Regions from separate parts of the Mus musculus genome. Here region 1 is linked to region 2. The links are chromatin contacts, called in public promoter capture Hi-C maps. All regions are on one chromosome and are shown on one strand. Each heading gives the region's core, a stretch centred on a gene start, on an enhancer-like site or on the middle of the called end of the contact. The rest is flanking DNA. Distances are from core to core; before and after follow the strand shown. Region 1 overlaps Lclat1 (lysocardiolipin acyltransferase 1). Region 2 overlaps Lbh (limb-bud and heart).

Region 1 (6,039 bases), core at 374-2,873, 190 kb after region 2:
GTAGACCAAACTGGCCTCAAACTCAGAGATCTTTGTGCCTCTGCTTCTCAAGTTGCTAGTATTAAAGGTGTGTGCCCCCACCCCCTCTACCCCATTTTTTTTTTCTCTGTAAAAAGCTACTGATCCTGTATAATTTTCTGTCTTCCTATTTTGCTGAAAAGGTTCGAGACTTATGGAGTTTTTAGGATCTCTCAATTATAAAGTCATATCTGCAAGAAGGAATAATTCAATTTATTTTTTTATTTGTGTCGCCTTTCTCTCTCTTGCTTCATTTCTTTGGCTATAATTGCAAACACTGTGCTGGATAAAAGTGGTGAGAATGGATATACTTATAGGATGTGAATATGCTTTGAAAGTCATTCAGCCTGCGGAAGTAATATTTGTTAATTTATAAGTAAAGAAACAAGATTTATAATGTCTGTTACTCTTTTTCCTAGCCTAAAGCCTACACCCTTTCAGAAAGTAGTCAGGTGAAGAGCCAGGTGCAGTGATATGTGCTGGTGGTCCTAGCACTAGGAGGATTGGTAATTTGAAGCTAGTCCACATAGTGAGTTCCCATTCATTTTGGTCTACATGATGAGACTTGTCTCACAAACCCAAAGATACATACATAGCCAAGATAAAGAGCAGTTTTGCCCAAGGCCATGTTTCTGTTGCTCTTGACGACACATTCCCTCCCTTCTTTGCCTTCTGACAAATGTCAATCTGTTTTCTGTTCCTGCAGTTTTGTCAGCAGAGGAATGTTTTAGCAGTGGATTTAAACAACATTCAGGCTGTGGGATTTGGCTTTTGTTCACCCCATTTGGCGTAACTCCCCCTAGATTCACTTTAGTTATTGCCTGAGATTTTCTCATCCTCGGAATTCCTTCGTCTTCTCAGCGTTCCTTCAGATGGATATGCACACTGAAGGGCATCTGTGTTCCTTCTAGTGCTTGGCTCTTAGAGACAAGCTGCCAGGAACATTTGTATTTGTATATGTATATGTTGTTATGCGAATGTAAATTTTCACTTCACTAGAGTAAATATCCAGCAGAGTAGTTGCTGAGCCATATGGAGGTTGCATAGAATTGTGGGTTTATTTCTGAGCCCTCAGCTCTGTTTCCTGGATCAGTTTGTTTGTTTCATTTTAGTACCACACTGTCTTCATTGCTCTTACTTTGTACTGAATTTTGAAAACGGAAACATAAATCCCATTTTATTCTTTAAAAAATAAATTTTCATTCCATTTATTCTAAAGTGTGTGTGTGTGTGTGTGTGTGTGTGTGTGTGTGTACATGTGTGCAGGCTGTGTGGAGGTCAGAGAACAACTTTCAGGAGTTGATTTTTGTCTTTATGTGTGTCCCTGGAGTCAAACTCAGGCTGTCAGGCTGACCTGTCTTGTGTCTTCTTCTCGAATTTCCTCCTTCCTTTCTTCTCTTCTTTCTCTCTTCCTCTTCCTCCTCCTCCTCTTCCTCTTCCTCCTTCTCCTCTTCCTCTTCCTCCTCCTCCTCTTCTTTTTTTGTATTATACAAAAGGTCCATATTTGTAAGCCCAGGCTAGCCTAGAACTCACTGTATAACCCAGCCTGGCTGGGATTACACATCGTCATGGTCTGCTCTCTCTGGTCAGTTTTGAATGACCTTTTCACTTAGCATGATATTTTTAGGCTTTGTATGTGCAGTGTCTCTGTTACTTTGCTGCTGTTGTGACAAAGTAACAGGACCAAAGTAAGTTATAAAGAACATTGAATGAGGCTCACTGTCTCCTTGCGTTGGCTAGCACTTTTAGTGTTATGTTCATGATGGTGGTAATTGTATTTGTCTTGTTTCTGGTAATGTGGATGGGGGGTGGGGGCCATTATGCTTGTTGTTGTTAGTAAATACAATATTTACACAGAGGTAACTCTGTAAAGGTATTGTATAATATTTATACAGAGGTAGCTGTAGGTTGTTTCTAATTGCTTATTGTCTTATCATTCCTCTAATTTTTTTTCCTGCTTTTTTCTGAGAGCTTAGTTTACGAGTAGATAAGTTTTTCAGACATTTTTTTTTTTCACTTCACTGTGACAAATGCCACACAAGAACCATTTAGGGTAGGCGGATTTATTTATCTTGGCTCATGGCTCTAGAGGTTTGAGTTCATGGAGTCCAGTTCCATGTGTCTGGCCCTGTGGTGTGCAGTGCATCATGGTGGAAGGGTGGATGAAGCAGAACCCCTCAAGTTGTGGTGGTGAAGAAGTAGGGGGAGGGAATAGTTACTCTGTGGGCTTTCTTCTATTCCCCTTCCATTCCAAATAGGCACTTAGCTTATAGGATGGTTCTGCCCAGTCAGGGAAGGTCTTTTCCTGGTAGTCAGTTCTCCTAGGACCATCGTGGTGGACATGACTGGAGGTGGGTTACATGTCTCCTAGTTGCTTCTGTTATGCAGACAGTAAGATGCATGGTCATAGCAAGTAATGGATTGTTTTCGAAAGCCACCCTTGGTGGTGTGACTGTTGGTATGTATTCGTGTGTGCTTATTTTTATTGGACCTATTATTAGTGTGTATTGTATTGATTATTGACTATGAGACTAGTTTTGTGCCCTGGATTAAAACAGTTTTTAATATCATTGAATTCTTATGCCTGCTGGAGAGGGAGAGGGAGAGGGAGAGGGAGAGGGAGAGGGAGAGGGAGAGGGAGAGGGAGGGAGGCAGGGAAGGAGGGTCTCAGACAGACTGACTGACTGTCTGGTACTTCATAGTGTTTTTCTGGTTGCTGATTAAGGTAATACTAGCTTCATTAAAAAAATTGAAGTGCTTCCAATTCATTATCTGCTTTTTAGGAGACCTTGTGTAGAATTAGTTTTAATTCTTTAGTCATTTGATAGAGTTCTCTGATGAAACAGTCTGAGCTAGGAGATTTTTTTTTTTTCAGAAGACTTTTAGATCTGAGTTCAGTCTCCATGATTATTGTGGGACTATTCAAAATTATCCATTTCTTTTGAGTGATTCGTGTTACTTGGTGCTTTTGAGGAATTGGCGCATGGCACATAGATAGGACTCCTCATTCCTGCTAAGCAGGTGTGGAAGTTTCAATGTCACAGGCTGCTTAAATCTAACTGATGTGATAATTGTCTCATTACTGCTACTTCTGGCATCAGGGCCTTGACTCTCTAGAAGTAAATCACAGAAGGCAGGTTTTAAGGATTTATAACCTTGCCCTTTGTCTTATGTTTTTTATTTCTGTGGTAAAACACCATTATCAAATGTAATGTGGAGAGGAAATGTTTATGTTGTTTATAATTCTGCATCATAGTCCATCACTGGAGGAGGTCAGGTCAGGAACTCAAGACAGGAACCTGGAGTCAGAAACTGAGGCAGAGACTTGAACTTGTAGTCCTGGCTTACCTTTCTTAACAGCTGGGGTTACAGGCCTATGCCCCATATCCAGCCCAGCTTATGTTGAAGGGCACATACTGACACTTGACATCACTGGCTTATGGCATTAGCTCTTTTTTCTTTTTTAAAGATATTTTCTTTATTTACATTTCAAATGTTATCCCCTTTCCGGGTGGGTTTCCCATCCAAAACCACCCATCCCATCCTCCCTCCCCCTGCTCACCAACCCACTCACTCCTGCTTCCCTGTCCTGGTATTCCCCTACACTGGGGCATTGAGCCTTCATAGGACCAAGGGGCCTCTCCTCCCATTGATGTCAGACAAAGTCATCTTCTGCTACATATGCGTCTGGAGCATGGGTCCCTCAATGTGTACTCTTTGGGTGGTAGTTTAGCCCCTGGGAACTCTGAGGGTTAGTTCATATTGTTGCTCCTTCTATGGGGCTGCAAATCCCTTCAGCTCCTTTCTTTAGCTCCTCCATTGGGGATCCTGTGCTCAGTCCAATAGATGGCTGTGAGCATCCACCTCTGTATTTGTCAGTCACTGCCAGAGCCTCTTAGGAGACAGCTATATCAGGCTCCTGTCAGCAAGCACTTGTTGGCATCCAGAATAGTCTCTGGGTTTGGTAATGTATATGGGATGGATCCCCAGGTGGGGCAGTCTCTAGATGGCCTTTCCTTCAGTCTCTGCTCCACACTTTGTCTCTGTATCCCCTCCCATGGGTCTTTTGTTCCCCTTTCTAAGAAGGACTAAAGTATCCACACTTTTGTCTTCCTTCTTGAGCTTCATTTGGTCTGTGAATTGTATCTTGAGTATTCTGAACTTTTGGGCTAATATCCACTTATCAATGAGTGCATACCACGTGTGTTCTTTTGTGATTGGGTTACCTCTATTTTTTTTAAGATTTTTTTTTTATGTATATGATGAATACACTGTAGCTGTACAGATGGTTGTGAGACTTCATGTGGTTGTTGGGTATTGAATTTTAGGACCTCTTCTTGCTCCCGTCAACTCCGTCCGGCCCAAAGATTTATTTATTATTATACATAAGTACATTGTAGCTGACTTCAGACACACCAGAAAAGGGTGTCAGATCTCATTACAGATGGTTGTGAGCCACCATGTGGTTGCTGGGATTTGAACTCAAGATCTCAGGAAGAGCAGTCAGTGCTCTTACCCACTGAGCCATTTCACTAAGATGATATTTTCTAGTTCCATCCATTTGCCTAAGAATTTCATGAAGTCATTGTTTTTAATAACTGAGTAGTATTCCATTGTGTAAATGTACCACATTTTCTATATCCATTTCTCTGTTGAGGGACATCTGGGTTCTTTCCAGTTTCTGGCTATTATAAATAAGGCTGCTATGAACATAGAGGAGCATGTGTCCTTACTACATGTTGGAGCATCTTCTGGGTATATGCCCAGGAGTGGTATAGCTGGGTCCTCAGGTAGTAGTACTATGTCCAATTTTCTGAAGAACCATGGCTTTATCTGTGTGGATAACTGGCAAATGATTCTGGCTTTGTTCACAACTCTAGGTCCTACCTGCTCAGTGTCCCTTTGAAATTCCCAGTCACCACTTCTGCCTCAGTTAGCTGAGCCAAATTCATTCTCAATATATATATAAATAAAATAAACATGTTGTCTTTCTGCCTTGAGATCTGGATCACAATTGTGTCCTCCATTTCTGGACTGTAGTTTATTCCAGATATAGTTGAGTTGACAACCAAGAATAGCCATCACAATCCACCCCTTGTCAACTTGACACAAAATCATATCTTCTTATGCCATGATTAATATCCAATTGAAAGTAATAGCTAGGTATTAGTAACATATGTTACTATAACATAAAACCTAATATATAACTATCCTTCATACAACTGCAAAAACATTTTAAATTTGGGATATACACATTTAAAATATATGTTTATAGAACATGAAATATTTATATAATATCTATGTTTATATATTTATAATATATTGTATAGATACATATACATTCTATTTATATAGGCTATAAGTATATATGTAATATTTATGTTATATAATATATACTATAGATAGTACATAAATATATTTATGTATTATATACATATATATTTAAATATGTATATATATTTAGTATATGTATTCATTGCATAAGTTCTGTAACTCTAGAGAACCTTGAGTAATACACAAGCCCATTGGTATGTGAAGTAGGAGTGGTATTGTTGGATCCTGCTCTTTACCTAGTTTGATCTGATTTTACTCCCAGGCAGAGTATCAGAATTAAATAGAATTAATTGTAGGGCATCTGGCTGGTGTTGAATCTGATGCTACTTCTAGGAAATGAGTGTCAAAATCAATAAAACTGACAAGGCATCTGACTGGTGTCAGAGTGTAGTGTGTGTCTCTTCAGGAACTGTGGCAGTGGACTCTGCATCTTTTCATGTAGTACCCTTAGGAAGGGCAAGCCTGCTGTTATCTCCCTTGTCCTTTTGGTAGGAAAGGTGCAGTCATATTAGTTCAGGACCACAGAGCTAGATGTTTATGGGAGAATTCTCTGTTTTCTGACCACAGACCTCATTTCTTAACCTTTGTGCTGAGCCAACTGCCATTCTTGCTTTAGGGATTAAAACCATCCTCTGAACTGGCAGGTGTGATCTTTGCATTTATCTCATTTTGTTTTGAGACAGGGTC
Region 2 (6,097 bases), core at 629-3,128:
AGTCATGGGATATGTGGGTAGTGCTGATGAAGGAGGATGGAGAGAAGAATTGGGAAGACTAGGCAGGAGGCTGTCTTCTCTCAAAGAAGTAATGATGATACACATGTATGATAAGATGTAGATACTTGAAATCATTTATGCCCGCAGACAAATGTGGGAGAATCATCTAATATCCCAGAAGGTTCATCTATTTCTGGGCCCAGCATTATCAGGATCCATTAGCACTAATTGATTGGAATTTCAAACCCCTGACTTGCAGGATGGGTGTGTATTCGAGAGATGTTTATGAAAGATGGTGTTTATCCCGAGGATTTCCTTTTCCGTCCAGTTTCAAGGCTTAGGCACTTAAGTATCTTTGATCCAAAGGAAGGAGGTTCAGAGTTGATATAAAGCTCAAATCTCTGCTCAAGTACCCTGAAGGATTAGAAGCATCATGGAAGGGCAGGACGGACAGGGTGAGTTGAATGTCCCATAGCTTTGGTTCAGAGAAAAGTTGAGAGCTGAGACAGATAGGACAAAACTGGATAACATTAGGCTTCTCTGAATCCCCACTAGGACCCTCTGCCCCTAAGAATCCTTGTGTTTTTCCCAGCCACTTGCCACATTGAAAACTCAGTAAGATGCTAATAGTACTAGCAACATGATAAGATTAGATAGCGGGAGCTCAGATTTCAAAGACTGTAGTTGTTGCCATCATGTGTATTAGGTAAGGACCAAAGTTCAGGGTATTAGCTGGACTAGCTGATGCTCATTCATTCCACCCTCCTCAGAGCAGGATTCTGGGAGAGATCTGGGAAGTGAGGCTTTGGGGGTGGGGGGGAATCAATTTCTCTGAGTGAGGGCCCCTGGAGTAGACCCAGTATCAGAGGCTTTCCATGGTGAGACCAGTCTGGTCAAGAGCATGATTGCCATTCCAGCTGGTCTAATCCATGTCCTAGGGGGAGCTAGCCGCTCTGGAAAGGAGGCAGTGACACACACCCACTTCCCCACCACCCCATTCCCACCCACACCCCACCCCACACCCCCACTGCCGCCACCACACACATACAGGCTTTTCTTCAAAGAACCTGGACTGACATTTGTGAATACAAACCCAGTCCATTTGTCTCAAGCTACAGTTGTTGGCTTTCCAGGCTTACTCTAAATGCTCCTCCGGGCGGGTGGGTGGGGGCTTTACTTAATAGGGACCAACATTAGCAATTAAAGAGTTTCCAGAGCATGTTCACACACACCTGGATTTGACTCTCTCCCAAGCCCTGTAAGATCAGCATTAGTATAAATCCAAATTTATAGAGGAGGGAGGAGGGGAGGGCTGGCTCAGCATCAGAACCCCACCCCCTTCCCCAGCCACCCTGCAGAGTCCAAACCACTTCCTCCTTTCATTCAAGGGGCCCAGAGGAACTAAGGTGATCCAACCAAGACCACAGAGATAGCAAGAGTTAGCGGCCAGGTAAAAGCCAGACCTCCTGGCCCACCTGTAGGCACAGGGTGCTATTTTTCCATAGCTGGCTTGGGGGTTGGTTCTTTGTTGCTCTTTGCAACTGGAGAGGTTAAAGGCTTTCTGTGTAGTTTTGTGTGCACGGTGTCTTAGAGAGCTAGCCTGACTCTTTCTCCCAAGCCTTCTGTCCTCCTTCCCACCGCAGCTTCTCCTGCCCTCTGCTCCTCCTCAGCCAAGAGGAGCAGGGGATCCTGGCCTGCCAGCGGCTCCGCTTGCACAGCTGGTAATTAGCCCTTTGTGTCCAGCTAAGCACCTTTCATCTGCCCCACCTGCTGGTGTCTTCTTTCCCCATTAGCATCTCCCAGCTCCTTGCTGAGCCTCCACCCTCTCTGTGGCCAGATCATCTTGTTTGTCAGAGATGATGGCCGGGCAGTGCACAGACAGGGAAGGGCCACAAAGACCAGACTTGCTCACATTTTCCATAGTAGGTGCCAGGCAACTCTTTCTTATCCCCACCCCAGAGACAGCTAGGTTTAGGTCACCTGGCTCAAAGGCAGACAGCTGATAGCTAAGCCTCCAAATTTGGGGCCTTTGGAGGCCTAGTTTTTTCTTTTGGTTCCAATCTGTTCATGATAGGGGAGCTCACTCACTAGCAACTCTCTAGCCTAAGCACAAAGGCTACTGATGAGTTTATGGTCTTTGGAAACCTGGCCTCAGCCCCACAGCTCTCTGTTCTGAGGCTGCTCATGTTGGTCAGCCAGTCCAGTCGCCCTCAGTCTCCCTGAAAGCCCTGTTTTCATTGTTCTCATAATTAATTATATAGCCTGAATACAGTAGCTGCTTACATTTTTTAAATTAAATTTGTGTTTATTTAAATCAAATGTAAAATTTGGCTATCTTTCAAGGGCCCAGTTAGCTACCCGTGACGAGTGGCCGTGGTACCGGACAGCACAGAGAACATTTTCATTACAGCAGAGTATTTTCTTGGACTACACTAGCCAGAAACTCTAGTATGTTGGCGTCTAGATCACATGACACAGACCTTGATCATTCTGAAACTCCCTGTCCCTTTCCATGGAATCCTCTCAAGTTCCCAAAATGTCAGGACCCATGGTGATGAGAGGGCACCTGGCAAAGGGTACCGCTCCCGAGGTGTCCCCTGTGAAATTCAGTCACGAAGGCTGCACGCATGCTGTTCATGTAGAACCCAAGATGTTCTTGGGAGCATGTGTGATTGACAAGATCCTATTCCCTTTGTGTAGGTGGGAACTTGGTGTTGATTAGTTCCGTCCATGCCATCATCCTGGGCGTCCCCTGTGTGACAGTAGGGTAGTGATGGCAGAGACGGGAAGGGATAGGGCTGAAGAAAACACAGTTGCCTGCTGGATGCTTCTGAACTTGCCCTGCAGGGGATGAGGGTAGGAGATCCCCATCAGAGCTTCCCATACCTCCTGAAGAACCTCTTTGTAGAGGGATTTTCCAGTTTGTTTGTTTGCAGCTCTGAGAGAAGATGGGGCTCTTTGGACTTGAAGGTTTAACTAGAAGCAGTGTTTCTGAGCAGAGCATTTCTTGGTTCTGCCAGGTTCCGCTGAGGCAGCCCAGCGTGCAGTACTTTGTTTGCTTGCCACCCCAACCGTACCTGTCATGTGCTCTGCAAGTCCAACGGGAGAGTTCTTTTTCATTTTTTTTTTCCATTGCCTTCCCCACCCCATCAAATTGTAGCTGCAGCCTCTCATTTTTCTGCTGCCTAGATGATTAAAAACCATGACTTAGTGGAAAAATGCTGACCTCTTCCGGGTCAGCCTCTTAAGCAGCTGCCTGAGATAAGACTGGGCTGGAAAAGACTCAGAAACACTCTTGCAAGGCTTTCTGGCTTTTCCCGGAGAAACAAAAGAGGCTGTTTTGGTGCAGGACGTGTTCTGTTGTTGTTTGTTTTTTTATTTTTTGGAGAGAGCTATGGTTCTCAGAAGCACAAATCTTTGTGATCTGATAATGAAAGAAAATCTCTGATGGAAGGGGTATATCAATTATTATAGTGATTTTTTTTTTTTTTACAAATACAATGACTTGTAAAAATAACTTTTTCTCTTTAATGGTTCCTGCTTTGAGTAGGTCACAGTGCAAAGGTCTTTGGCAAGTACCACAGTATCAGACTCTCAATGCTCAGATTGCTCCCCCACCCCCACCCCCTACGGAGGACTTAAAAGACTTGGCTGTGGAGCTTTTGGTATGAAAGCCATTGGTGGATATTGTTTTCATGACTGTGTTAGAAGGATGGCTTCACGCTTGGAGCATGGAAACTAACGCTGCATCTGAGGGGGCCATTGCAAAGAAGACATTGTTGTTTGAATTTTGTTTCTGCCCTCAAGCATTGTATTACTTCTGTGTTGGCCAAGAACTTGGACGCCATCTTGTGTGATAAGAAGGCCATTTCATTTCTCTGGAGGAGAAACTGAGCGGGGGTGGGGGGGTGGGGGGGTGGGGGAGCTTGAGAGGCCTTGACAGGGGTCATGCAGTGGATGTCAAGGGAATAATACGAATCCAGAGCCAGTGCCTTAGCCCTATGTCCTCAAAGGAATGGACATCCGGGTCCTTTAGACATCTGGGTCCAGGAGCAGCTGATTTCTAGGAATGTAGCCTCTTCCTCCTCCTCCTCCTCCTCCTCCTCCTCCTCCTCCTCCTCCTCCTTCTTCTTCTTCTTCCCCCCCCCCCTTAGGAATGTACAGCTATCTACTTTATACTGTTATCATGGAGACAGAGGCTCTGCTCTGCTATGGCTGGGCTCATCAGCACTGTCTTCCATACAACACAAGCATCGCTTTGCTAACTCATAGTAAAATCAGTTGCTCTGCTTCTGCCGGCCTGGGTTGCCCGAGTCCTTTGTGATAGTCTGTGGCTTGAGAGGTCATGTGTATCCTGGGTCTATCCTACCTAGTTCAGAATGAGATCTGAATGCTAGCTCTGCCTTTTGACCTTCAGGGTCCCGGATGCTTGCTAACCCCGGGGTGGTAGTGCTGTCTCGGTGAAGTCCTATCTGATAGAGCTTTGTAAACTAAAGAGTGCTTTCATCATCGGGGAGCCCCTGCATCACACCTCAGAGCTCATGCTTGGAAGATGCCTTATGTCCTCACCTTCAGGAAGGGGCTCAGCTCCATAAAAGCAAGTAAACGACCCCCCCCCCAACCTAGCTGATCCACTTTCCGCTCACACTCATTAGTGTGAACCCGCCACCAAGTCAACAAGGGCAAACATCAGAGCGGGTAGTGTGACAGGACATGGTGGCCAGTTTCTCCAGACCTCTCTGACCCGCCTGGGTCCAGCCCCTCCCTGGTTTGTTTTCCTTCTGGCAGCTATTACGATACATTTTATGAGCCCTTTTAAGTCTTTAATGATGCGTACTCCTGCAGCTGGCTTAAGGCTTAATCCCAAGCAATAGGCCTTTATTGGATAAATGGTTAATAATCACTGGTCTGTAGGGATTGGGACGATTTGTGAGGCCCGTGATTCTCAGAAGCCCCACGCGGGCTTCCGAGTGCATCTAGGAGATCAGACACCCTGGGAGACCTCAGATGTTCGGTGGGATAAGCATTTCTTCTGCCCTCCGAGTACAGCAAAACAGGCAAGTTTCCAGGATTTCTCCCAACGCCTGTTTCCATCCACTTGAATTTGAACAGACTGTGTGACCTTCAGTGAAGTCCCCTTTCCCCCTCTGGGGCCTGGGTTTCCTGTCTGTCAGACAGAGAGGTGGGAGGAGATGGCCTTGAAGGTGCCAAGTGTCAGTGATCTGGTGAGCCCCAGATTTCCCAGACCAGAGCTCCTCTCTCCTCTTGGGCGTGTCACTGAGGGCTATGAATGGCAAGGGACCAGCAGCTCGGTGGATTAAGTGCTTAGCTACTGGGCAAAGAATTGGGTCAGCTGTAGTCACAGGGCAGTATGTGCAAAGCAAAGCCAGACTTGGCCCCTAGTTTTATAGCCTGGCTCAGTGTTTCGGTCAGCACTGGGAAGGACCCACATAAGTGGACTGGGGCCTCTTCCACGGGACTCTGGGAGGAGATTGGAGTCTTCCAGGTGTACTGATGGCAAGAAGCCAGGACTCGCTCACAGGTGAAAAGGGAAGGCACTGTGGATGCTTTTCCCAGGCAGCTTGTGACTGGAGGCCTTGACTGGATCTGGATCTGGCTTAGACTTGGCAGTTGCGATGAGATCCAAAAGGCAGGTGACACAGGAGCATGGGAGCAAGCACACCTGAGGTTGAGCCTTAGTTCCGTCCAGGCTAGAAGGGCCTAGATGACTAGTTTGCCCAAGCCTGGGACTTTTAACATAACCCGAACAACACTTGATTTTTGACTGTGTTAGTTTAAAACGATGAACGATTTGGTTGTTTATTTCTTCTGGGCACCAATAATTATTCTGGCAGAAATGTAATGTTTTAGCGCCTGCTGTATGGTGTGGATTGCAGGCATTAACTGCTTGCTTATTCCAAAGCAAAGCCCGGCATACCGTGAGAAACGTGATCTTTTTTTATTCTTTTATCTAGAAGTAAAGCACTAGAAACAGAGTTACACCCACCCTCTTGTTCAGTGGTATGGTCCACAAAATTTTAGCTTTAGGATTGGGAAAAAAAATCTGGCTTAGAGATAGTTTTCTCTAGAACGTATT

What was found. Capture Hi-C pulls out chosen DNA fragments and counts their contacts.
Region 1: a promoter capture Hi-C map of liver shows a contact between it and region 2. The contact joins two enhancer-like sites. A contact is called at or near these places in 8 of 484 Hi-C or Micro-C datasets (the HPC-7 cell line, MC3T3-E1-derived osteoblasts, bone marrow-derived macrophages and 4 more), 7 of 115 datasets of contacts at active chromatin or transcription factors (the HPC-7 cell line, T-cell acute lymphoblastic leukemia, embryonic fibroblasts and 4 more) and 2 of 9 other capture datasets (adipose tissue and liver).

Annotation. Positions count from the first base shown.
Region 1 is chr17:73,119,833-73,125,871 of GRCm38.p6, forward strand. All of the region lies in intron 1 of Lclat1 (lysocardiolipin acyltransferase 1), which reads left to right. Among named protein-coding and RNA genes, the nearest start is that of Lclat1, 15 kb to the left of the region's middle. Within about 2 kb of position 1,624, at least 7 of the 459 cell types and tissues checked have an H3K27ac peak or open chromatin away from gene starts, as enhancers often do. A contact at or near this core is called in liver, where this site is marked.
Region 2 is chr17:72,932,958-72,939,054 of GRCm38.p6, forward strand. The region is part of intron 2 of Lbh (limb-bud and heart); the gene reads left to right. Among named protein-coding and RNA genes, the nearest start is that of Lbh, 18 kb to the left of the region's middle. Within about 2 kb of position 1,879, at least 101 of the 459 cell types and tissues checked have an H3K27ac peak or open chromatin away from gene starts, as enhancers often do. A contact at or near this core is called in liver, where this site is marked.